Linked DNA regions of Mus musculus: region 2 is linked to region 1. A link is a contact called in public HiChIP or PLAC-seq data. All regions are on one chromosome and are shown on one strand. Each heading gives the region's core, a stretch centred on a gene start, on an enhancer-like site or on the middle of the called end of the contact. The rest is flanking DNA. Distances are from core to core; before and after follow the strand shown. Region 1 overlaps Ndrg3 (N-myc downstream regulated gene 3). Region 2 holds the start of Soga1 (suppressor of glucose, autophagy associated 1).

Region 1 (4,180 bases), core at 850-3,349:
TAGTCTACAACATCCTTAGAGGAAAGAATGGAGAGGGTGTGGTTAGACTGGTGGGCGAGAGGGGATGAGAGAGCGCACCAAAAGATGTCAATGCTAGCTTCTCTCTCTGTCCAAAGCAAGGCCCTTTATAACATCTTACTCTACTGACTTATATTTTTTCTGACTTACATTGCATCCTGGCAGCCCCACCCTCTTCCCTGTGACCTTTTCTCTTTGTCACTCCTTCCTTTGACTTTCACTAGACTTTATGTTCTCTCCTTTGGCAGTCTGTAAACACCTTCTTGACTTCTGCTGACTGCCCCCCACAGTGTTTCCAGAAATCTCTACTCATTAAATACCATTTTTCTGTGTATATGAAGGACTGTACCACAAAGAAGAGGAAGATACTAAAATCTATAGTTATAAAGCGCAGGTCTGGCCACAGAAATGAGTATTCTCAGGGCAGGGGAAAGCAGACAGGTTAGCTTCAGCAAGGAAGTAACCTGACCTCAGAATCAGGTAGGGGAGTGCTTAACAATGCAGATCCCAGACCCCAGCTCCAGACCAGTCTCAGGGGTAAAGACGGTGCCAGCATGACTCAGGCTTGGCTTCTGGTTGGAACTACATGTGGAGATGTAAGAGTCGCTAATGCCAAGCTGTGCCTTCTTACTGACACCTTACGGAACTGGTCTGGGATATAGTGTAGTTGTTTTGTTTGTACTGAGGATTAAACAAAGGAATCCTGGTTGTGCTCAGCCACTAAGCTACTTACAAATAAGGGCATTGCTATCAGATTTGCTTGAATGTTACAGAGTGAATTCTGTCCCCCCAATTTTACACACTGAAACTTTAGCCCCCACCACATGTGACTTTTGGAGAGGAAGCCCTGTGACGGTCAGTTTTAATTGTCAACTTGACGTGATCTAGGATCACCCGGGAAGGCTGTCTTTTGGGATTGGTTATCTAGCTTAGGATGGTCTGTGGGCATGACTGGGGGTTTGTCTTGATTATACTAAGTGATGTGGGAAGATAGCCTAGCAGTAGGCAGCACCATTGTCTGGGGTTGGGTTCTGTATTGCATGAAAAAGGAGAAAGTGAGCTGAGCACTGGCGCTGTGTGTGGACTGGGCTGGGACGGACTGACTGGGGCTGGGACGGACTGACTGGGGCTGGGGCTGGGACGGACTGACTGGGGCTGGGGCTGACTGACTGGGGCTGGGGCTGGCTGACTGGGGCTGGGGCTGGCTGACTGGGGCTGGGGCTGGCTGACTGGGGCTGGGGCTGACTGACTGGGGCTGGGGCTGGCTGACTGGGGCTGACTGGGACTAGGACTGGCTGTTTCAAGTTCCTGCCACCTTGACTTCTCAGCTGCTATGGATTGTAACCTGGTTTGTGAGCGAAAATAAAACCTTCCTCTCCCAAGTTCCTTTTGTCAGGTTTTGTTTTTTTTTTTTTTAATTACAGCAACAGTATAAAACTAAGACAGACTTTAATAGAAGTGATTAAAGTTCAGTAAGATCAGAAACACAGAGCCTAATCTGATGGGTTGGTGGCCTCTTCTTGTTACTGTGTGAGGACTTAGTAAGAAGGCAGCCATTTGTAAAGCAGGAAGAGAGCCCTTATCAGAAACCGAAACCTCTGTCTTAAACCTTGCCGCTTCCTAAACTGTGAGGAATCAACTTTCTGTTGTTGTAGTTCATTGTGGCCAAATAGACTGACTCCAAGCAAAGCCCCACTCCCTAACGGCCTCTGGGCTCTCTTCCATGTGCTGTCCTGCTCCCATGAACTTCACACATTCCATCTTGCTCCTTCCTCCCTGAGACATGTTCCTGTCCCAGTTTCCATTCATGATCGCCCCATGTTCTGACTGAGCAGGCAAGAGTCCCCTTTGAACAATGGCGTTGCCGAGGACTACTGACTCCTTAGCTAGCCCTCCATCTTCCTGACTTCGGGGATTCCCTGGCGTTTGAAAACTGCCAGCTCTGCCCAGTAAGTTGGTACCTTTGTACATGTTGTAAAAGAAGCTGATGAGGAAAATGCCTCTCCTCCGTCTCCATGGTGTCATTTGATGCTCTGGGTGACTCTGTGAGGTAGAGAGCACGGAGAAGGACGTTTCTGTATTGCTGAGTGAACTAAAGCTAAGAAGGAAGTGGCTGGCAAGATTGAGTTCCAGGCACTGCTTGCAGGATTTCTCCGTATTGGCACTGGTGTTTGGACTGGGTGTTGTTTAGGACACTGTTCTACTATGTATTGTAGAATGTTTAGCAACAACGTCAGCCTGTGTCCACTAGATGCTACTAGCCTTCCCTAGCCCCCCACCCAGTGGTGACAACTAAAAAGGTCTCTAGATAGTGCTAAATGGGGTGCAAAGTCCATGAATGATGCTCACTGCTATTAAGAGGAAGCCTCTGGATCAGAACGAGTAGACGCCTTAAGCAACTTTGTTGTTGTTTGGCCTCCCTGTCCCCTCGCCCCCACCTCGGTTTCCTCCCTTCTCCCTTTCTTCATTATGGAGTATGGGCTATCCTGCTATTATTCATTTACTAACTAAGTACTTTTATGTGCCAAGTGCTTTACATGCATTCTCTCTTAATGCTCAGATTTCTCTTTAAAGTACTATAATCTTCACGTAACAGATGACAATATCTGATTGATAGGCCAGCTTGCTCAGTCAGTAAATGGTAGAGCTGGGTCTGAAACCCAAGATTTTCCTATTCTGAAATGTTCTGCCCGCCTGTGTGACCATCTAGACTTGGCCATTGTGACTTTTCTTGTCTCTTTAAGGAACAACCTAGAAATGAATATTATTTTACCCCATCTCTCACTTGATACTTTGCTCTTAGCATAAGATATTGCCAAACCCTTTCAGGCTTCAGGGACCTAAAAGGAATGTACACAGACCCTGTTACAGGGAAATGTGTCCTGGGGTGACCATAAGGAAGCATTTTCCATATATTTTAAGAGAAGCTCATGTTAACTTGTCTTATAACTTGTTGGTATTCTTCCCATTTTTATTTTAGTATGACTGTAATTTTGTCTATAGCTCAGAATTGTCAAGAAGTGGGTGAATTTGCCATGTTTATTTTGGCTCCAGTAATGAAAAGAAGTAACCACCAAAGCAGAATGTATAGATATATTTTCCCCCCTCAAATAACATTATAAATGTGGTAGTACAGAACTATAATACCAGTGCTTAGAAAGCTGAGATAAGAGAAGATTAAGCCCTAGATTACATAGCAAGACCCTGTTTTAAAAGAAAAAGGAAAGGCAGGCCCACCCCTGAAATCCTAGTACTTAGAGGGCAGAGGCAAGAAGGCTGTCAAGAGTCTAGGCTGCATAATGAGCTCCAGGCTAGCCAGGGCTACATAATAAGACTCTGTCTCAAAAAAGTATTTAGCCATTTTCAGAGTATTTTTAGAAATATTATTATTATTCTCCCAACTGGGCATGGTGGTACACACCTTTAATCCTGGCACACAGAAGGCAGAGGCTGGTGGATCTCTGAGTTCAAGGCCAGCCTGGTCTACAGAGCTAGTTCCAGGATAGCCAGGGCTATGTAGAGAGACCCTATCTCATCAAAAAACAAAACAAATAAACCAACCAAATATTGTGTTATTCTTCTATCCTCTTGCCAAATACTCAGCTGTTTTACAGATGAGGCTTATACCTGGTCCAAAGCCAGTGTCTATTAAAGTGTTAGAACCCAGACTAGTGCCTAGCACCTTTAACTTTTAAAAAATTATCTATCTATCTATCTATCTATCTATCTATCTATCTATCTATCTATCTATCTATCTATCTATCTGCATCAGTGTTTTGTCTGCATGCATGTCTGTGTTGTGAGAGTGTCATATCCTCTGGAACTGGAGTTACAGACAGTTGTGACTTGCCATTTGAATGCTGGGAATTGAACCCCAGTCCTCTGGAAGAGCAGTCACTGCTCTTAAACTGCTGAGCTACCTGTCCAGCCCACACATTTAACATTTAACTTTGACCTGGATCTAGAGGTCTGGTGCTCTTCTCACCATCTGCTTGTTAGGCTGTCCAGCCACCTCACCCAGAAGATCTCATGCCAAACAGGAGAGCCCACCATGCTTCTCACTCCCTGACTTTTAGTCTGCCTACTATGGCCATAGTAGACAGCCATAGCTGTCTTCAGAAGCGCTGAAGATATATCAGAAAGAGAAATAAATACCCAGGGG
Region 2 (4,180 bases), core at 914-3,413, 110 kb before region 1:
GTCTTCTGCCCAGGCTGGAGGGCAGGAAGCAGACCCTGAGGCTGTTGGCAGTGCCAGGATGGCTATGAGAAGAGCTAGCGATCCGATGGGTGACAGCAACTCCTAAAAGTTGTCCTCTGACCTTTTATGTGCACTGTGGCATGTGTGCACTTGTGTGTGTGTGTATGCATGTGTGACATGCACACATTACTACTACTACTACTACTACTACTACTACTACTACTACTACTACTACTACAACAACAATTGGAATATATATCATGTGCTTCTTTTTGGAGAATGCAACCAGACATAAATTCCTTAATCCTGCTGGGCGGTGGTGGCGCAAGCCTTTAATCCCAGCACTCGGGAGGCAGAGGCAGGTGGATTTCTGAGTTCGAGGCCAGTCTGGACTACAGAGTGAGTTTCAGGACAGCCAGGGCTACACAGAGAAACCCTGTCTCGAAAAGCCAAAAAAAAGTTCCTTAATCCTTCTGAGACAAGAGTTGACAGACTTTTGTACTCCCAGCTGTTTGGAAAGCTTAAGCCCATGAATTCAAGGCCAGCCTGGCAATAAAATGAGACACCATCTTGAGAGAGAGGTGTGGGGGGAGAATTCTAAGATTCTTTGTTGAAATATGGAGCATGGTCTGCATTAGTGCCTACCCAGCTGAGGATGGTCTCATGCATATGCCCTCACACTGCAAAAACCCATGTTCTATAGGAAGCAACAAGTTTCAAGAACTGCACATTCTCTCTGTATCACTTCAATGAGCCCCTTAAGAGCAGGGACAATCACGATAATGAACTTGTAATGGACCCATTAGAGCAGGCTAGGACTGGACTCCGCGGCTTGGGTGTAGGAGGACTCCCCAGGGTCCTCAGGGTTCCCAGGTGCTAGGCAGACCTGCTTGTACTTCGAGGTGGATGGTGGGTCAATAAAAGAAAAAGGAGTAGACCTTGAACTAGTTGGCCATGATGTAGGTCAGGTTAGGAGAAAGGGGAGGAGCCAAAGTAAAGATGAGGGAAGAAGAGGAGGACGAGGAACCCATGGAAAAGAAGGGGGAAAAGAGAAGGGGAGAGAAAGACCGAGAAGGGTCTAAAGGAAGAAAAAGAGGCTGCATAGTGTGTGTGTGTGTGTGTGTGTGTGTGTGTGTGTGTACGAGCTACCTTCTGGGTGGCAAGAGACTGGGCAGCTACCATGCTGATGAGTGCCTTCCCAGGGCCAAAGAACTTACTATGGTTTAGGCACAGTGTGGAGAGGGCAGAGGTGAGGAAGGTGTAAGGGATTCTGAGAAATTAACTCTGATAGCCTGAATAGCTCAAGAGGAAAGAAACCATGCCCACCAATACTGGGGCCTTGGAGTCTGTGGTGGAGTCAATCTGACCCTGTTGGTATTCAGGGTCACAGTCCCATGCCAGCCCCTAACCGGCCTAGAACCTGCCCCCTAAGCACCTAACGGTCTGGCATCCTCAAGGCACAGCCTGAAGTTAATCGCAAAGACCATGAAATTGGGGTCGGGGAGACAAGACTATGCCCGGGTTCATAGGCAACTAGGGTGTGCAAGATCCAAGATGCACGCGGAACGCCACGGTTCCAATGGCAGCGGACAGATAGACGAGGCAAAAGGAGTCCAGCATACTCTGTAGGATCCATCCTGCTTCCTTCTCAGACCAAGAACCGACCGCGTGCCAGGTCGTGTTCAGTTTAAGGTTCTATAGGATGGGGTCGTTTGTCATGCCCAGTTAAAGGGGGCGGAGTTCGCGCAGGCTCAGCACCCACAAGGGGCGCGCGGCGCGGTGCTGGGTGTGCATGGATGCTGGCTCCGGCCCTTTGAGGTCCGCGGGGCCTCTGCCAGGGAATAGTCTCTCCTGTCGTCCACGAGGCCCCTACGGCGACGCCGGGCTTCCAGGCTCCTCGGCCGGGTGTGATCCCCCAGCCCGCAGAGGAGCGGCCGGCGGCCCGGAGCGGCGGGAGCGAGCCGAGGCCGCGGCTGCCCGGGCCCGCCTGACCCTCGAGGGGGTCGCTGTTGCCTCGCGGATCCCTCCCTCGCTCCCCGCTCGCGTCCCTCCCCGCTGCTCCCGCCGCGTCCGCCTTTTGTTCGCCGAGCCGCGCGCCCCCGAGCCGAGGCGGCGGGGCGGGGAGCTGGCGGGGCTGCGTGGGGGGCGGGCCGCGCCGGGCGGAGCCGGGGCCCTGGCCTCAGCCGGACTGGGAGTCCGAGGCGGCGATCGCCGAGCAGGCTGCAGTCGGGGTCCGGGCGCACTCCGGGGGCGCGGCGAGGCGGAGGGGGCGGGCACCGGGCGGAGCCGGAGTCGGAGTCGCGGCGCCTGGAGGAGATCGGGCCGCGCGCTGAGAGCACCGAGTGGCGGAGAGGCCGCGCGGCGCGGGGCAGGGCCCGAGCGCAGCCCCCGGACGCAGGAGACCGGAGCGCAGTCGCGGCCTGAGCGGCGGGAGCGCATCCGAGACCCGCCGCAGGGACACCCAAGCCGGCCACTCCCGGGCCATGCGCGCCGCTCGCTGAGACCCGGGGAGGCCGCGATGGAGACGCCAGCGGGAGAGTCATCGGCGCGGGGCTACGGCCCCCCGCCTGCGCCCGCGCCCGCCGCGGAGAGGAAGAAAAGCCACCGCGCGCCATCACCAGCCCGGCCCAAGGACGTGGCCGGCTGGTCTCTGGCCAAAGGCCGCCGCGGCACAGGCCCGGGCTCCGCTACAGCCTGTGGCACCGCGTCCTCGGCGAGGCCCGACAAGAAGGGGCGCGCGGTGGCTCCTGGTACCCGAGGCACGGGGCCTCGGGTGGCCGGGGTGCGCACGGGGGTCCGCGCCAAGGGTCGCCCTCGTCCCGGTACCGGGCCCCGCCCGCCGCCGCCGCCGCCCAGCCTCACGGACAGTAGCTCCGAGGTGTCGGACTGCGCGTCGGAGGAGGCGCGCCAGTTGGGCCTGGAGCTGGCGCTGAGCAGCGACGCCGAGTCTGCGGCGGGCGGCCCGGCGGGGACCCGCACCGGGCAGCCGCCCCAGCCAGCGCAGTCGGGGCAGCAGCCTCCGCGGCCTCCCGCCTCCCCGGATGAGCCGTCGGTGGCCGCATCGTCGGTGGGCAGCAGCCGCTTGCCACTCAGCGCCTCGCTAGCCTTCTCCGACCTCACCGAGGAGATGCTGGACTGTGGGCCCGGAGGCTTGGTGCGGGAGCTGGAAGAGCTGCGTTCCGAGAACGACTATCTCAAGGTGGGGACCTGGGGGGGATGGGGGAGGCGCAGGGGCGGGAGAGGACTGGTCATCCGGGCTCAAGAGTCCAGGGCGCTGACCAAGCAGGGAGAGTGCCCCACCTTCTCTTCCCACTTTTCCGGTGAGGAGGATTATGGATAAGACACCGAGTAAAGGACCCCAATGTGCACTTTCCCACCCGCGGTAAAACTGTTTTAGAGGACACGTTCTGATGGGTGAGTGGGGATAGTCAGCCAAGGCTGACCTTCCCCCCCTCTAACCTGCCCAGGACCCCGGTCCCAGATCAGCAGGCTTTCTCGGCTCTCTGTTCTGGAACCAATGTCCGTGTGTTAGGCTGCCAGGGAAACCGTGCTATCCCCTGGCAAGGAGAGGCAGAACACCATCCTAAGTCCTTACCCAGGGCTTCCCCGGCAGGCCTGTCCTCGCCTGCCTTTTGGGGCGGATCCAGTTTGAAAGCGTGACATCTGGGAACATCCCCTTGGCTCGAGTCCACTTCCGCCCAGTCTAACGGTCCCACAGCCTGGGAGGATGATGTCGTGGGAGAACTGGTTCAGAGGCCACTTCCTCAATCCCAGGATATTGTCTTCTGTCCCCTCTGAGAGAGGTTTGGGCAGACTTGGCCCGTGCTCCCTGTGGGAAGAGGGAAACTGTCCTGCTGGTTAGGGGTATTCCCTCTGTGTGTGGGCCTGGAGAGCTGTCTGGGAGAAGCAATCGTCGGTGACTGGGCACCTAGGTGCAGCCCATGCTCTGGCTGCCTCTTCTTTGACATGGTGGCAGCTATGGGGACAGTCCTGCCCTGGCTTCTTGACCTTGGTGTGGGAAGCTGGGATCTTCACGGGCTGCACTGCCGCTGCTGGAAGAGGCTACAGTATTGTCTGCACTTGACAGTTGATGGCCTGGCACAACACCCAGAGTGCCCTGGCCAGGAGCCATTGAGTTGACAGCACTCTAATGACATGTCTGCCCTGTGGCACTTAACTG

The links. HiChIP or PLAC-seq counts read pairs in DNA pulled down with a chosen protein or histone mark.
Region 2: a contact with region 1 is called in an H3K4me3 HiChIP or PLAC-seq map of embryonic stem cells, with 19 read pairs. The contact joins the promoter of Soga1 here to the enhancer-like site in region 1. A contact is called at or near these places in 8 of 39 promoter capture datasets (3T3-L1-derived adipocytes, the C10 cell line, the HPC-7 cell line and 4 more), 2 of 115 datasets of contacts at active chromatin or transcription factors (embryonic stem cells and microglia) and 3 of 9 other capture datasets (adipose tissue, liver and pancreatic islet).

Annotation. Positions count from the first base shown.
Region 1 is chr2:156,965,095-156,969,274 of GRCm38.p6, reverse strand. All of the region lies in intron 2 of Ndrg3 (N-myc downstream regulated gene 3), which reads left to right. Among named protein-coding and RNA genes, the nearest start is that of Ndrg3, 25 kb to the left of the region's middle. Within about 2 kb of position 2,099, at least 33 of the 459 cell types and tissues checked have an H3K27ac peak or open chromatin away from gene starts, as enhancers often do. A contact at or near this core is called in embryonic stem cells, microglia and pancreatic islet, where this site is marked.
Region 2 is chr2:157,077,248-157,081,427 of GRCm38.p6, reverse strand. It overlaps Soga1 (suppressor of glucose, autophagy associated 1), which reads left to right and starts at 2,163. Exons shown (of 15, transcript NM_001164663.1): 1 at 2,163-3,199. The coding sequence starts at 2,519. It also overlaps a transcript of Tldc2 not described here.